Regions from separate parts of the Mus musculus genome. Here all the other regions are linked to region 1. The links are chromatin contacts, called in public HiChIP or PLAC-seq and promoter capture Hi-C maps. All regions are on one chromosome and are shown on one strand. Each heading gives the region's core, a stretch centred on a gene start, on an enhancer-like site or on the middle of the called end of the contact. The rest is flanking DNA. Distances are from core to core; before and after follow the strand shown.

Evidence for each region. Promoter capture Hi-C pulls out the DNA fragments that hold promoters and counts their contacts. HiChIP or PLAC-seq counts read pairs in DNA pulled down with a chosen protein or histone mark. Capture Hi-C pulls out chosen DNA fragments and counts their contacts.
Region 2: a FOXA1 HiChIP or PLAC-seq map of pancreatic cancer cells shows a contact between it and region 1. The contact joins the promoter of Fgd4 here to the promoter of Lztr1 in region 1. A contact is called at or near these places in 2 of 115 datasets of contacts at active chromatin or transcription factors (pancreatic cancer cells and pro-B cells).
Region 3: a contact with region 1 is called in an HNF4G HiChIP or PLAC-seq map of pancreatic cancer cells. The contact joins the promoter of Arvcf here to the promoter of Lztr1 in region 1. A contact is called at or near these places in 2 of 115 datasets of contacts at active chromatin or transcription factors (bone marrow-derived macrophages and pancreatic cancer cells).
Region 4: a promoter capture Hi-C map of liver shows a contact between it and region 1, with 2.7 times the contacts expected there. The contact joins the promoter of Dgcr8 here to the promoter of Lztr1 in region 1. A contact is called at or near these places in 4 of 39 promoter capture datasets (the C10 cell line, fetal liver and liver).
Region 5: a contact with region 1 is called in a promoter capture Hi-C map of pancreatic islet. The contact joins the promoter of Rtn4r here to the promoter of Lztr1 in region 1.

The regions. Positions count from the first base shown.
Region 1 is chr16:17,507,157-17,510,045 of GRCm38.p6, reverse strand. It overlaps Lztr1 (leucine-zipper-like transcriptional regulator, 1), which reads right to left and starts at 1,363. Exons shown (of 21, transcript NM_025808.4): 1 at 828-1,363; 2 at 358-420. The coding sequence starts at 1,018. It overlaps Aifm3 (apoptosis-inducing factor, mitochondrion-associated 3), which reads right to left. Exons shown (of 20, transcript NM_001291070.1): 20 at 2,564-2,889. The coding sequence ends at 2,880.
Region 2 is chr16:16,598,625-16,601,513 of GRCm38.p6, reverse strand. It overlaps Fgd4 (FYVE, RhoGEF and PH domain containing 4), which reads left to right and starts at 1,536. Exons shown (of 17, transcript NM_001301817.1): 1 at 1,536-1,736. The coding sequence starts at 1,586.
Region 3 is chr16:18,346,677-18,349,565 of GRCm38.p6, reverse strand. It overlaps Arvcf (armadillo repeat gene deleted in velocardiofacial syndrome), which reads right to left and starts at 1,384. Exons shown (of 18, transcript NM_001272029.1): 1 at 1,110-1,384. It also overlaps a transcript of Tango2 not described here.
Region 4 is chr16:18,287,792-18,290,680 of GRCm38.p6, reverse strand. It overlaps Dgcr8 (DGCR8, microprocessor complex subunit), which reads left to right and starts at 1,513. Exons shown (of 14, transcript NM_033324.2): 1 at 1,513-1,578.
Region 5 is chr16:18,126,264-18,129,152 of GRCm38.p6, reverse strand. It overlaps Rtn4r (reticulon 4 receptor), which reads right to left and starts at 1,511. Exons shown (of 2, transcript NM_022982.3): 1 at 1,251-1,511. The coding sequence starts at 1,272. Gm52241 reads left to right here. Exons shown (of 2, transcript XM_030249377.1): 1 at 1-512; 2 at 946-1,539. The coding sequence starts at 489. The coding sequence ends at 1,539.

The sequences.
Region 1 (2,889 bases), core at 114-2,613:
CTCCACATTTGCGCCCCTCCCCCCATAAGAGATGTTACAAAACAAAAATTTGGGCAAAGCCTAGAGAGAAGTGTAGGGAAAGAAGAAAAGTGCCAGTAGGGCTAGCATGTTTCTTCCAAAGCTGTCTCCTCTTTCAACACAAGGATATCTCCATGAACCTAGCACAGGCTGCCGTTTGAATGCTGGATAAAAGGGCTTTAGGGGTAGGGTCTTCCTCACCGTAACATGGGAATCAAGGGCAAAGCACCACACAGATGGCGAAACAGAGGCTCACAAGGCATAGCTAATGACTCCCATCCTCTGTCTCTCTCTGTCATCATCCCCTGCCACCACTTCCATCAAAACAGGCAAACTCACCCGTTGTCTCCACCAAACACATAGATGGCATCCTTATATGCCACGACTGTGTGCTTGCTGCGCCTAGAAAGAAAGAAGGGGTGAAGGGTGGTGAGACCGGAACTCTCCCAGCTGGCACCCAAGAAATGGGACTACACACATGGTTGCTACCACATAAGTTTGGACAAAGCCTCTCAACTGCTAAGATCTATAGAGATCCTTCAGTTCTTCAGACAGCAAGGACATACATCGGGGACGCTTCAGACTTCCCACTCATACCTCACAGCTCAGGGACCCAAACAGGATCCTCAGAAACACAAGTCTGGTACCCTGCCTAGAATCACTACGGTGCTGTTCCCTGGGAACTCAGCTTTGGGAACGACCAATCTATACTCCAAGACATCACACGGGATTTCGTCCCTACAGCCCGTCCTAAGACCAGCTCTCGTCCCTACTACCAGTGCCTTCAGGATCCCTGTACACTGTCGTACCGGGCGCCCACGAATTCGTCACAGGGCGGGAGGCGCCGCCAGCGATGCACTGTTTCGAAGGGTCCAAAGTTGAGCGTCAGGTACTCGACACTGTCTGAGCAGCTGTGGTCAAAGTCCACGCTCGGAGCCACCTTGGAGCGTACCCCTCCTGTCAAGGCCCCGGACCCAATGGGGCCTCCGGAGCCAGCCATCCCTTGTTCAGGCTGGATAGGCCGCCAGGTTGCAGGACTCACGGCCACCGCCCGGGCAGAGCCAAAGGACTACACTTCCCAGAGAGCCCTGCGCCGCTGGTGTAGCACTTCCGGCCGGTTTGTCGGGCCTCCCGACAAACCTCGCGCTTCCCGCGACGCGGCTCGCTATCGAGGAACCTGGCAGCCCGGCTCCTCGCATTATCGTATATCGAGCACATCACATTCTGGAAAGTATTTCTGGCCAAGTCTCGATTTGGGTTTCCTCTTTCAGGATACGCACTCAGACCATAGTAAACCACTGACATTCTCAAGGCAGCGGCGAGCTACACGCTCCCGGCATGCCTTGTAGTCGGGCTTTGCTGTCTCCCGGAAGATCCCCCCGCCCTCCTCCAGGATGAGGTTTCGGACTTGCAAGCGAGCTGCTCAATTGTCCACCTTCTGTTTGTGCTCCCCAAACCTGATCTTCACTGCTCCCCCTCTGCTCTCTCTTGGCATTCTTGTCTGGGACTCTCGATGGCGGGGCACCTCTGGGTTCTCAGTTGAGAGCAGTATCTTCATTTATTTCTCTCCTCTCTCTTCCTCCCCCTCCTTCTCTCTCTTTTTTTAAAAGATTTATTTATTATTATATCTAAGTACACTGTAGCTGTCTTCAGATGCACCAGAAGAGGGCGTCAGATCTCATTACGGATGGTTGTGAGCCACCATGTGGTTACTGGGATTTGAACTCATGACCTTCAGAAGAGCAGCTGGTGCTCTTAACCACTGAGCCATGTCTCCAGCCCCTTTCTCTGTTTTGCTGTGGGTTTTGAACCTAGGATTTGATCAGCATGCACTCTGCCACTAGGCTACACCACAATTTGTGTGTGTGTGTGTGTGTTTTATTTGTAGTCTGCTGCCAGCTGAATCACCCGTGAAATGATTCAGGAAGTTCAGGCAAAAGGGACACATGTAGTGAAATGGATATAATGTCAGTTGGTCTAGTTTCATATTTTTTTGGTAAGAGCTTATAAATGTAAAATAGTAAAAGTCAAGAGCAGCTTCACAATGGCTATCCTAACTGTACAAAAACAAAACCTAGAGATATACAGAATGCAACTGGATAGGTTTTTGAGTGACTACTGCAATCTAGCAGAGTGTATTTGTGAGTTAATAACAATGAGGTGATTTTCATTTTGTTTTATTTCAGACAGGGTTTCTCTGTGTAGCTCTGGCTGTCCTGGAACTCACTCTGTAGATTAGGTTGGTCTTGAATTCAGAGATCTGCCTGCCTCTGCCTCCCGGGCACTGGGATTAAAGGTGTGCGCCACCACCTCCTGGTCTGAGCTCAGGTTTCTGTGGCAGCATGGAGTCTGCAGGACCCAGCTCCCACCTCTCTTAAGTGGACAAATACAAAAGCTGTCTCTGGCTTGTGAAGCTTTTTTAAAAAAAAAAAACAAAAGACTGAGACTTCTAACCCTCCTGCCTCTGTCCTGAGTGCCACTATTACAGATGTGTCACATCATGCCTGGCTCTAAGTGTCGGCCCAATTACACTAGGACACAGTTCTGCTGAGACATGCGTTTTAATTTTAAGGTAATGTTGAAGGGGCTTGCTGGGAAAATCGTCCTAGTAGAGGAAACCAAGGCAGAGCCTGTCCTGCCTCTACACCCAGCTGTCAGTGACAGCTGAGGCATTAGGAATGGACCATCTTCTGGAGGCTGTGGTAGCCTGGCTGGAGGCGAGGCAGACAGGTCAAGGCAAGCCTTGGAGGACTCAGATTCCACAGTGAGGGATCCTGGGAAATTGGAGTTGGCACTTGCCCCAGGACTTGGTCTCTGACCTTGGTACCCCAGAGGCCTGCCCAAGTCCACCACAGGAGAGCTCAGGATCCT
Region 2 (2,889 bases), core at 287-2,786, 910 kb after region 1:
GTTATGCAACTAAGTCTAGATGAAAGAAGGAGGGCAATGTGAAGTCCTAAATTATTTTTTAAGTAAGGTACTATATCCTAAATCAATAAGATGGGGATTTGAGAGCAAGTCTGTTCATGAGAGAGAGAGGACAAACTTTTCTTGTATTTAGGGGACTTTAAAAGCTATTGTCGGGCTGGTGAGATGGCTCAGCGGTTAAGAGCACCCGACTGCTCTTCTGAAGGTCCTGAGTTCAAGTCCCAGCAACCATATGGTAGCTCACAACCATCCGTAAGGAGATCTGACTCCCTCTTCTGAAGTGTGTGAAGTGTCTTCTGAAGTGTCTGAAGACAGCTGCAGTGTACTTAGATATAATAAATAAATAAATCTTTAAAAAAAAAAAAAGCTATTGTCTTGAGCCAGGTAACCATGTTAGCTACTTTTGTCTTTTCTCTGTGGTCATGTCCTTTTTCTGCCGTGGAAATGTACATTGGAAACTGCTTCATATTCATAAATCTGTTGACTTTATTACTACATTATCTTTAACAGTGGTCATGATAAACTGGGTCTTGTGCTGTTCTGGAAACCAGTGTTATTCTGTGGATGAAATCTGAAGGGAATCTGTCTGCACCGACTGACTGGCTGGTTAGAACTTCAGTACTGTAGAGAGGTTAGAACGCTGCAAGCCCAGAGGCTAATTAACTTACCTTGGCCTAGCTTTAGCCCAGGGGAACAGTCATTTCTTGTCCACCTCTACTTTAAAACTAACATCCCATGACTAACAGATTAAACTAACCTTTGGAATCTATTGACTGACTTAGATGACTTCTAGCAACCACAAAGCTAAGAATGTCACGAGATAGTATCTCAAGCCTATTCAAAAACCTCCATCTTGCTGGTAACCGCCTCTCTGATATACCTACCAATGGACTTTAAACTTGCCTTGATTTACGACTTTCTTTGTTCTGTGAAACTCTAAGACTGCTTCCGCATTGGAACATGGAATTTGAGGTTGTCTAAATCTGTGTTCCTGGGCCATGGTTACTCAAAAGGGCTGCAGAAGAAACTTTTATTCCCTTTAAGGTGAGAGCTGCGCTTCCTTATTGCTTGAACAGCGCTCCCGGCAAGCTGATTCGCTTCTTCCAAGAGCCGGCGGTGCATCTGGAATTCCGGCTTCTCAGTCATTTTCAAAGCTGGGTTTCCTTACCTAAAGTTTGCAGCGCGGTAGCCTGGGAGACTTTGGCTCTTGAAAGTGTGGTGAGTAACAGCCAGACTGTTCTTCCAGCATCCCAGGGCGTGGTCGGTAAGTAAGCTGATGAGGCGTTTCTGAGGTTCAGGTGAGCCAGGCAGGTGCACTCTGCCTTCCCCTGGGCCAATGGGCGACGCCGGTCCCCCCCAAGCCTCTTCGGCGCTCGGGCGGGACCGCGCTGCACTCTGGCGATTGGCTGTGCAGCGGGGGCGGCCTGGGCCGGCCGCTGCCGGAGAGTCCGACGACGGAGTCGGAGCGCAGGCCCGGGAAGCGAGGCCTGCGCGGGGAGGGAGCGCAGGGAGTCGCGCAACCTGGACGCGCGCGGGGCAAGGCTTGCGGGAGTGACCGCAGGCCACCATGAACAGCGAGAGCGACCATAACTTCAGGCGGGTGGCCATCCGGCGGAAGTCAGGCTCCTACCTGCCGCCCGGGATCCCCCGGCCCTGGAGCAGGCCTTCGCCGCAATTGCGGCGCCTTGACCGTGTCGCGCAACCCAGCCAGGCCGCAGGTAATGCGTGGGTGAGCGGAGCGAGGGCGTGCCGCGTGTTGGGGGGCCGGCGGGGGGCGTGCCGCGCGTGTTGGGGGCGTGACGCCTGTGTTGGGGACTGGCGGAGGGCGTGCCGCGTGTTGGGGGCTTGACGGGGTGTTAGGAGTGGAGTGGGTGTGGGTGTGTGCCTTTGGCTGTTGAGGACCTGGGGGAAAGGGCTGCCTTCTGTTGTGAAAGGGATCCTCACAGGTTAGTTACCCCGCAGGACACTATTCCTAGTTAGTTTGTTCTTTCTCCCAAAGCTTCAAGAATATGGCCAGCTTGTTCTTAAAAAACTAAAGGTGTGCCCTTAGAAAAAGCTTTATTAGGAATTGTACAACCTATTTTTCAATATACTGCTGTTTAAGATTCACCAAATTCCTCTGCTCAGTTGACCTTAGTTCCCTGGCGCTCCCTTCCCGAGGGCAAAAGTCAAACACTCAGATAATGTTTATGTTTTTGAATATTTTGAATCTTAAAAAGAAATCTCACCCTTCTTTACTTTCATTTTGTAATGATTGAGCAAGCAGCTTTGTGTTTTTATCAATATGATCAATGTCGAGACTGGTAAATATGCTGTCTATTCCTTGTCCCGAAGCTATAGAAGGCACATGACAGAAAATCGTGATGGATGGTGTGTTAAGTGTGTGTTCACGTTAGATAAGTCAGGATGTGAGATGATGCATGAACTGGATCACGGAGAGTCCTCTGTAATCATTTCCTGTAGAAGTAAGAAACTGATAAAGTATTCTGGAGATCTCTTCCAGTTCTAGCTGTGATTCACCAAACTGAATGAAAATGTTATTAAGTGAAAATGGTTTGCTTTGTCATCGCATTTTGTCACCCGTTGTTTTCAGCACAGACACTGGTCTGATGCCTCTGTTATGTTACTAGATTTATTTTCAAATGCTTTGAAGAGACGATCAAAATATGAAACATCCTCTTTCAAGAGTCACAGTATAGTCTATAAATTATTTCTGCAAAGCAGCTATGCTTGTAGGAGAAAGGGTTCTGTTTGCTCTTTTATTTATTTGTGCCCTCCCCATTCCCCCACCCCCATACTGGGAGTAGAATTCAGGGCACTTGGGTAAGCAGGCTACTACTCACTATGCCCAGCTATCCTGGTTTTTTGTTT
Region 3 (2,889 bases), core at 135-2,634, 840 kb before region 1:
CCTCAAGATCCTGAGACACTCCCCAAAGCAGGCAACACTTGCTCTGGATAGACTACCCGGGTCCTGGACCAAAAGAGAGGTAGAAGGACTGGGGATCCCAGTGTGGAATTACAGGCACTCAATGCATAGCTGGTCCTACTTAGGGAAAAGATATTCCCAAAGACAATTTGGGTATGGCTCCATCCCTTAGCTTTATAAAAGTAAGCATGTGTTTTGCATTTCGGATTGTTAGCCCACATTAAGAGTCTAGCCTAAGAGTTAACACAAACAGAAGCATTTTCTTTCTTTTCCATCATTTCTAAATGTCTGAATCCTCAGAGACAGTCCCCTAGTACCTTAGACACTGATACCTGACACTGAAACAAATAGTTAAATATTGAATATAAGTAGCATTTAATTATTTAAAAATTAAAAGGGGAAAGCCATGGTATCCAGGCCTCCTGAAGCAGAGCAACTCCAGACTTGCATATTCTCCAGGGCTGGTGTCCCACTGAGGAATGTAGGGGTATCTAGGGAGGAGATTCAAGCAGGGACACCAGACAAGGGATTCCCAGCAGCGCCTCCTCTCTCTTTTGTGAGGCCTTAGGAGCATCGTCGCTGCGTAGGGACATTCCCTTGGCATCGCCAAGACCCTGCGCTCACCAACAGCCGTACCACCCCGGGAAGTTCCCCAGCCTCGCCGCCCGAGTCCTGGTAAAGTTTCCATAGCCGTCGGGTCCCTGCTTGCAGGCTCTGCAGTGGCTCGCGGAGGGCAAAGCTGTGGGAGCTGGGTCCAGTTCATCCCGGAGGCTGAACAGCCCGGAGGCTGAAGCCGGCGCCGTAGCCAGGTTGGACAGAGCCCTGAGGTCATGCACAAAGGGACCCGCCCCCAACCACCCGGGTCTCTGGGGACCCGTCGTGTGCTAGAGCGCGGGTGAGCAGAAGAACCAGCTTCCGAGCCCCACCCAGACCTAAAGTCCGAGCCCAGGACCCTGTCCCTATCTTAGTCCGCATCTCAGTCTAGACACTATACCAGCTCGCTCCCCCAGGACCTACCCCTAATCCTGGCCGGGGCCCGAGTGTCCAGCCCCAGGCCCACAGCCGGACCCCGCCCACCCGGCCGAGCTCACCTGGCGCGCGGCGTGGGCGGCTCCGCAGCGCGGCCTCCGCCCCCAAGACAGGCGTCCCCAGGTCCCCCGGTGCGCGGGGAGCGGCCTCTCCAGCGCCCAGCACCGAAAGTGGCTCCCGGGGCCACAACTTGTGCTTGTGAGGAGGTGAGGGGGGGAACACTCCTCCTCCCCTACTGGAGCAGCCAGCAAGCAGGCTAGCCCTCCTACCCCTCCCGCTGCCCGTGCGCAAAGCGGACCTGGCCGGAGACGAGGCCTCCGCCCCGCCCCATCCAACTGCGAATTTTCCCATTGGTAGAGAGACGCGCCCCGCAACCCGCACCGATTGGATGGATGTGCAGAGATTGCGGCTTGCTGTTGGGTTCCTGGTATTGTCAGTCTTAGCCCAGGTCGGCCCCCTAGCAGAGCAGGCCCTGACACCTGCCCGGAATGCTGTGGCTGCAGCAGCTGCAGGAGGCTCGGAGTTGCCCCCTCCCGGCCATCTTCAGAGGAGTTCTGGGGATAGTAGGCCCTGAGCTGGAACTTGCAGGGCAGGCGGTCACTCCCGGATTCCAGCAGCGTTGTCTCCATCTCCACCCCAAGTTCCCAGGTATCCTGCTGTTAACCGGACATTGAGCGTCGATTCCTTTCTATTGGCATAGAATGGTATTTATCTTACACTCCGCAAGTGTAAAGATAAATCCCATTTTACAGATAGAAAATTGAGGCTTTAGGCAACCAGGGCGTGAACCCAGTCGTTGGACTTCCAGCCTTGGGGGCTCTCTCACTGTCCCCATAACCCCTGCAGCAAGGACGAACAAGGTCAGCTAGGCTGGTACAAAGTGGGGATGGTTGCAGTGATTTTGAGGGCAAAAGCAGACTCTAGAAAAACTAGAGCTTTTTTTCTTCTATGAAGCCTGTATTTACAGAGCCTTTGGGCACTCCCTACAGCTGCATGAGACTGCTCTTTCCCCGGGGCAATGAAAAGCGTCCTCTTCCCGGGAAAGGGGAATTATGTGTTTATCTCTTCCCCACTACACCCTGGTGTCCCGATTTCCTCTGCCCTGCTTTGAGTCTTGGAGAAATATCAAGGAGCTTTATCCACTGCCTGAAAAGATAAACACATATTTCCCTACTAGGTAAAGCACACCAAACACATCTCTGCAGTGACATAAGGCAGTGGAGGGGACCCACGGGGGATGCTGTAACATAAACAGGAGATGGAAGTGCAGACTGTGGAAATGAATCTGGCCTGTGCTTGCTCAGAAGCCTCTTATCCTGAGTGCACTGGAAATGAGCAACTCTTCTGGGCTGTCGGTGTTTCCCAAGGCCCCTTACAGATAGTGCTAATGGAGGCCAGGGTGTGTGTGTGTGTGTGCGTTTGTGTGTGTAGGGGGTCTACCCAGATGGTCATATTTCACCCACCTATGCTGAGTCCAGTGTGCTCACCCAATAAGGGTTGCTTGGTGAAGACAAAGAAAGTAAATGCCTGGAGCAGGAGCTCACTTCTGGGTCGCCTACAATACAAATTGATACCAGGAGCTTTTCAGAGTCAAGGCAGTTGCTACTAATCCGTTGGTATTGCTACTTGAAATGAACACCATTTGGCATCCTGGTATTGAGATATTGTTGCAGCTCTGGCAAGGCAGAGTGAGCAACTCTAAGAAAGCAGAGTCTTCCAAGAAGGTAGCTCTCTCTAGGTAAAGCTGTAACTACAGCTCTCTACTAACTACAGCTGTCTTTCTGGTTAAGTTGCTGTGTGGTGGGGACTCTCTTTCCTCAGTTAGAAGTGGATTTAGTCAAT
Region 4 (2,889 bases), core at 264-2,763, 780 kb before region 1:
TGGTAGCCCTGGCTGTCCTGGAACTCACTCTGTAGGACCAAGCTGGCTTCAAACTCAGAAATCCGCCTGCTTCTGCCTCCCAAGTGCTGGGATTAAAGGTGTGGGCCACCACTGACCGGCCATTTGCAATTTCTAAGAATTTTGGGGAGAAACTTTTCTATTTTGTTAAAATAGATACAATTGGGGCTGGAGAGATGGCTCAGTGGTTAAGAGCACCTACTACTCTTCCAGAGGTTCTGAGTTCAATTCCCAGCAACCACATGGTGGCTCACAACTATCTGTAATGGGATCTGATGCCCTCTTCAGTTGTGTCTGAAGAGAGCAATGGTGTACTAATATAAATAAAATATATCTTAAAAAAAAAAATAGATACAATCTCCCCAACCTTAGGGATATAACTCAGTGCTTTTAGCATTAACACAAGTGTGCTGAGACCGTGAGTTCTTCAACATGTTACCCTTTAGTCGTGTTTTTAGCATCCACTTTTCATGTCCAGCAGCAATTACTGAAGTGTTTGCCTAACGGCAGACAGTTTTCTATAAAATTTTTATTACACTTATTGACTTGAATCAGAACCTAAAGGAAAGCTAAACTATTTGAGGTTCTGGATAGTATAAATATAACTTATCCCCACCTTAGTCCCGGGCTTATAGCAATGAAGTAATGGTTTGTGGGTTCGGGATTTGAAGGGCTCAGGAACAGACCTGGCTAACTTCATTTTGTTTCTGAGTCACTTCTGTCCTAAAGAATTTTCCTAAGTCTCATACTGCTACCACGGGTGTCAGATGAGTCTGGAACTGCTTAAGTTTCTTTATGGTCTTTGGCACTGACACAAGTCTGCAAGGCCTACCTAAGGTCCACCCCAAACTAAAAGGACCCCCAATCGGCTCTGCTTCTCCTTCCTTTTTTGACACGGAGGATGCTGTAAGCACAGCGAACATTTTTAGTCATCAGATCTTTGTCCTTCCTGGTGTGATGATATTGCGAGTAAAACTCCTTTCCTATCCTCCGCATCGCGCATCTTATCCGTTGACTTTCTAGGATGGGTGTACCTCCAACATTGTCCTTGGGACGACCCAGAGCCGGAGGTCCATTGTCATTCGCAAACTCAAAAGTGACTATTGAGCTCAACAGAGGCCAGCTCATAGATGAGCTCCCAGCGTCCCTCGCACTCCCGCGCTCCCCGGCTCCCGGCAGCCTCTACGCGCCTCTCTCCCGGCGCGCCCCGCGGCCGCAACTCAGCCCCACCCGGAGCGACAGCCGTTAGAAGTGCCAGGCTTGCGGCTGGTCCCGCCCATCCCGGTCTCCATAGCGCCTCGCAATTGGGCCGCGCGCGCCTCGCGCTGCCGATTGGCGGCCGCCTCAGCCCGCTCCCGGCTCCCCCAATGCGCGGAGGCCGTGCGCCGTGATTGGTAGCCCTCCGCCAAGGCCCGCCTTCCGCTCGCCCGCGCGGCAGCGGGTCTCAAGAGCCGAGCGCTTTGCAAGGGCCTTCGCGGGTTGTGGCGGCGCCGGGGTCGGTGAGGGTCGACCGGCTGTGGTCGGGCTGCGGGCGGCTCGGGCAGGTCGCGGGCGCCACAGGTAGGTGCGGGGCGCGATGGGCGCCCCGCGGGCGGCGGGCGCTGCGGCCTGGAGAGGCTGCGCCCTTTCCTTCCCTCCTTCCACCCCCACCCCTCCCGGGCGAGGCCACAGGCCGGGGCTCGGGGCGGGGCGCGGCGCGCTAGGCGGGCTGGGCCACGCGGAGTCGCGGCCTTTGTGCAGTGGGGGCCGGGCCCGGAGCCCAGGCATCATGAACGTAGGGTGCTGTCTGCCTGGTAACGAAGCCCCCTGGGCGGTGGGCCCGAAGCCATTGCCTCGCCTTCTGGCGGGAGAGGTGTGGGCAGGGACACCTCAACGCCCCGAACTCCGCCTGTTTTGTTTGGAAAAAGCCAAGAAACCGCCCAAGTCTCCACCAAATTACCCGTGGATGAAGTGTCATGTAGCTTATCAGAATGTGGTTTTACAGTAACAATGAACGTTGTAGAAATAAATGGCAAGTGGCAACCTGTTGACAGCGATACATGTCAAGTAGTATCATCCAGTGGATTTGGGTTGCTGATGGTAGGAATTTGATTTGCCATCTTGCATGCTTGCATGTACCTTATTGCCAGATGCAGAGATGTCCTGTGTTGGGTTGTTGACTCTTGTATGCCAATCACTATTAGGGTGCCCACTCTCTGCTGGCTCAAACTAGACTCCCAGCCTTGGAAGTGGCTCAGTTCCCACTGTAATCCATCACTAACCGAAGATAGTGAAAGGCTGGCCCAGCTAGTGTGGCCTTTCAGTTTAGAATAGGATTTGCGGGGTGACAAAGGAATTGATGAGGTCATACTGCCTTTGGGTTGAGCGGGAGGCTGCAGCTGTAGCACTGGCCATCCGTTCAGCAAGTAGGAGTTGTTCACATGTTTTGGGTAAGCCCTGTGCCAGGGTCCAGGGGAGCCAGCAGTGGGTCTGACTTGCTCACAGTCTAATTGGCAAATCAAAATCTGCATCCATAGGTCCAGTCAGCTGAAGAATAGTGAGGTTTACAGGCAGGAGGGCTACCCTTTGAGCTGTGTTGCCAAACATGTGGAGCAGGCAGTTCACAGTGGCTGTCTGAATTTTACCTTGTGAGAAACATGATTTTGACTGGTTTGCCCAGTTTGGCCTTCTCTTGTCATCATTCCCCTCCCATGTGATCCTATGTACTTTTCACATCAGTTTCCTTTGACATCTTCCATGACTCCCATCTCCAGTACTGTCTGTCCTCCCTTCTGATCTCCAATCTCCTGCTTCTAGTTGTCTATTCCACTTTAACACCAAATAGGTTGATTCACTCCAAGAGATAACCACAGTCCGTGCCAGAACAATCCT
Region 5 (2,889 bases), core at 262-2,761, 620 kb before region 1:
ATATGTTTAAAGGCACCCATGGTCATGCACACAATCATGTATGTGCAGATATATACCACATTACACACACGTACTTGCACACACAGACTCAAGCACTGTGAAGGAGACTCCAGGACTTGTCCCTCTGTCTGGGTCCAGCTGCCCGGAGCATCCCTAATCAAAATCCAAGTGTGTCTCCATGGGAGTGGGTCTTGTTAAGGGGCCCCACCATGTGCTAAGCATGAAGATCGCAGCAGGCAGGCTGCATAAATGCATGTATGGTCATAGGTGTGTAGGCAGGAGTGAGGACAGAGCTATGCACCCGAGTACAGGGATGTGCTTATAGCATTTATGTGCATGTGCACACTAGGGCAGATTTGGTATGCATGTGCACTGGAGGTGTGCAAGGCTGTATGTAGCCCATGTAGACACGTGCAAAGAAACGTGTGTGCAGCCTGCGGCACCATGGACATCAGCAGGGTAGATAGGGTGGGCACCTGGGGAAGGCAATGTGTTCACCCCAGATTCTCCAGGTAAGGCATGTCCAACCTGCATGAAGCCCATCCTCCCTTGCCCCTACTGTGGGGGCTTTGCAACCGGATGGGAGGAGGGAATCCCACAGGGCTGCCAAGGAGGGGGTGTTTCGAGCACCAACGCCCCTCAATGGAGCCGCTCACTCTCAGGAGCTCTCCCGATCTCCGAGGAGGAGACATTGCCTTGCGTGTGTGTGTGTGTGTGTGTGTGTGTGTGTGTGTGTTCTCCTCTCTACCTGCTCCAGAGATAGCTCTGGGATCGCCCTGTCCCCCACGCCCTCTGCTGCTGCTGACACCCGTATTCATCCCTACTCCGTTTGACCCCAAAGAAACAGCTTCTGAGCAGGGTTCGCTGGGCAGACCCCATCTCGGTCCGGTGCCCACGTTTCTGCAAACCCGCTCATTAACCCATTCGCCGCCTTTGCGCTCTCAGGTGGGACCCCGCCCTTCCAGCCCTCAGTCTCCACCCGGCCCTGGTCCAACATCTGGAACCTCGTACCCTCCATCCCTGGCCCCGCCGTCGCTGTCAACTTTCCCGCAAAGCCGCAACTTTTGCGGCTGCCGCGGGCTCCGCCCTCCCAGGGCCCAGTTGCTAGCGGCCAGCGCGCGGCGTGGCACTGCGGTGGCCCTCGGGAGCGACCGGCGACCCGGCTCCATCTCTGGCAGCGTGAGCCATGCCCTGCGTCCCCCCCGCCCCGCCCCGCTGCAGCCTGTCTCCGGAGCGGCGCTGACACTCACCTCCGGAGGACGCCCTCTTCATCTTCGGGGTCGAGCGGGGCGCGTCGGGCACTGGAAGCGGCTTCGGGGCGGGCGCCCGTCTGCGCGCGGCCGGGTCCGCATCCAGGCGCCGCTGCTCCGGCCCGGTCCCGGCCCGGCCGCGGGACGAGGCTCCGGCGCTCCGCTCTACCGGGCCGGGCTGGGCTCGCGGGCTGCGGGCGCACAGGGTGAGGGCGGCGGCGCGGACTGGCGGGGCGCTCGCAGCGCGGGCCAGGAGAGGATGAATGTTTTATGGGATCATGTGGTTTGACGCGCGGAATCCGCCCGGTCTCCCCGCCGGTCCGGGCGGGGCGGGGCCGGGGCGGGGCCTGGCGCCGGGCGGGGCGCTCACCTGGGCGCGCCGCGCTGGGGCGGACCGGTGGGTACGGGGTGTAGGGCAAGCGGGCGGGCGACGGGAGGGGAGGCGAGGGTGTCCGGAGCGCGGTGCAAGTGGCAGGACGCGCTCAGCCACCCGGTGCACGGGCCACGCGCGGTCCCAGACAAAGGCGGCGCATTCCTGAAGAGGCGGCGGCCCCTGCAGGCGGCCGCGGGCACCGCGTCCCGGAACCGGCCGTGGGCGCGGGCTCGAGGGCGTGGCGGCACAGGCTGAGTCCCGAAGGGAGTCCTGGGCATCGGACAGATGCAGCAGGCCTTTGCATGGCCCGCCTCCGCTTGCCCCTTAAAGCCCTTTGCTCGAAACTGTCCTAGGCGACTGGGTAAGAAAACTGAGAGGCAAGGTGTAATAGCGCAGTAGTGCTCTCTCCAGCTTTGTAGTTCCCTGTCCCAGGAAGGACACTCAGGCTTTGTCTGCACCTGCCTCTGCACAAGCTCCTATCATTTCCCCTTTGCAATGGAGATTACAAAGTCCGAAGAATCCTCTGGACCCACCCTCCACCAAGCCAGATCAATATAAGGCCAATGTTCCTAATGGCAACCCCCCCCCCCAACATGTCCCATCTCCCATTCCTGCTTGGGTGCTCTATCTGGAGTTCTTAGGTGCATTCTGGGGTGGGGTGGTGGTAGAGGTGCTTCGGCTGGCTGCCAGGTCGTTGTCTGTATCTGTCCTGCACATTATCTAGCCAGAGAGCTGGATAGGGCCCATGGTCCGCCTGTCTCAGTAGAGAAAGAGAACACCCAGTATGGCATAAGCTTCAGGGGTGGAGAGCGCTGAAGAGCCTGCAATGGAATGGCTTTCTGGCCATATATGGAAGCTACACTGCTCGGTCCTGCCCTGGCTGTGTCCCCAACCACACCTCTGTGTGCTTTGTCCCAGTTGTCCTTGTTCATTTGACTTGGATTTTTCAGGTCACTGAAATGTGTGAGATGAGGTTAAGGCAGGGCAGGCACTCACGGCCACTTCTTCATTGGATACTGGTCACCAAGTGCCACCAGATTGACCCCTATGTGACTCAGTAAGTTCTCATTTCCACTCCCCACCACATGGGAGGCTGGCCACCCAGTGACAGATGAATAACCCAAAGCCAACTTCAAAGAGCCAGCAGAAGGCCATGGCCTATAGCCTAGACCAACACCTTTCTCCCAGTGTCCTCGAATCCAGCAGTGCCCACACCAGTGGCTGGTGTGGCTCCAACCACCTCATGTCGTGGGACATGGCTGAAAA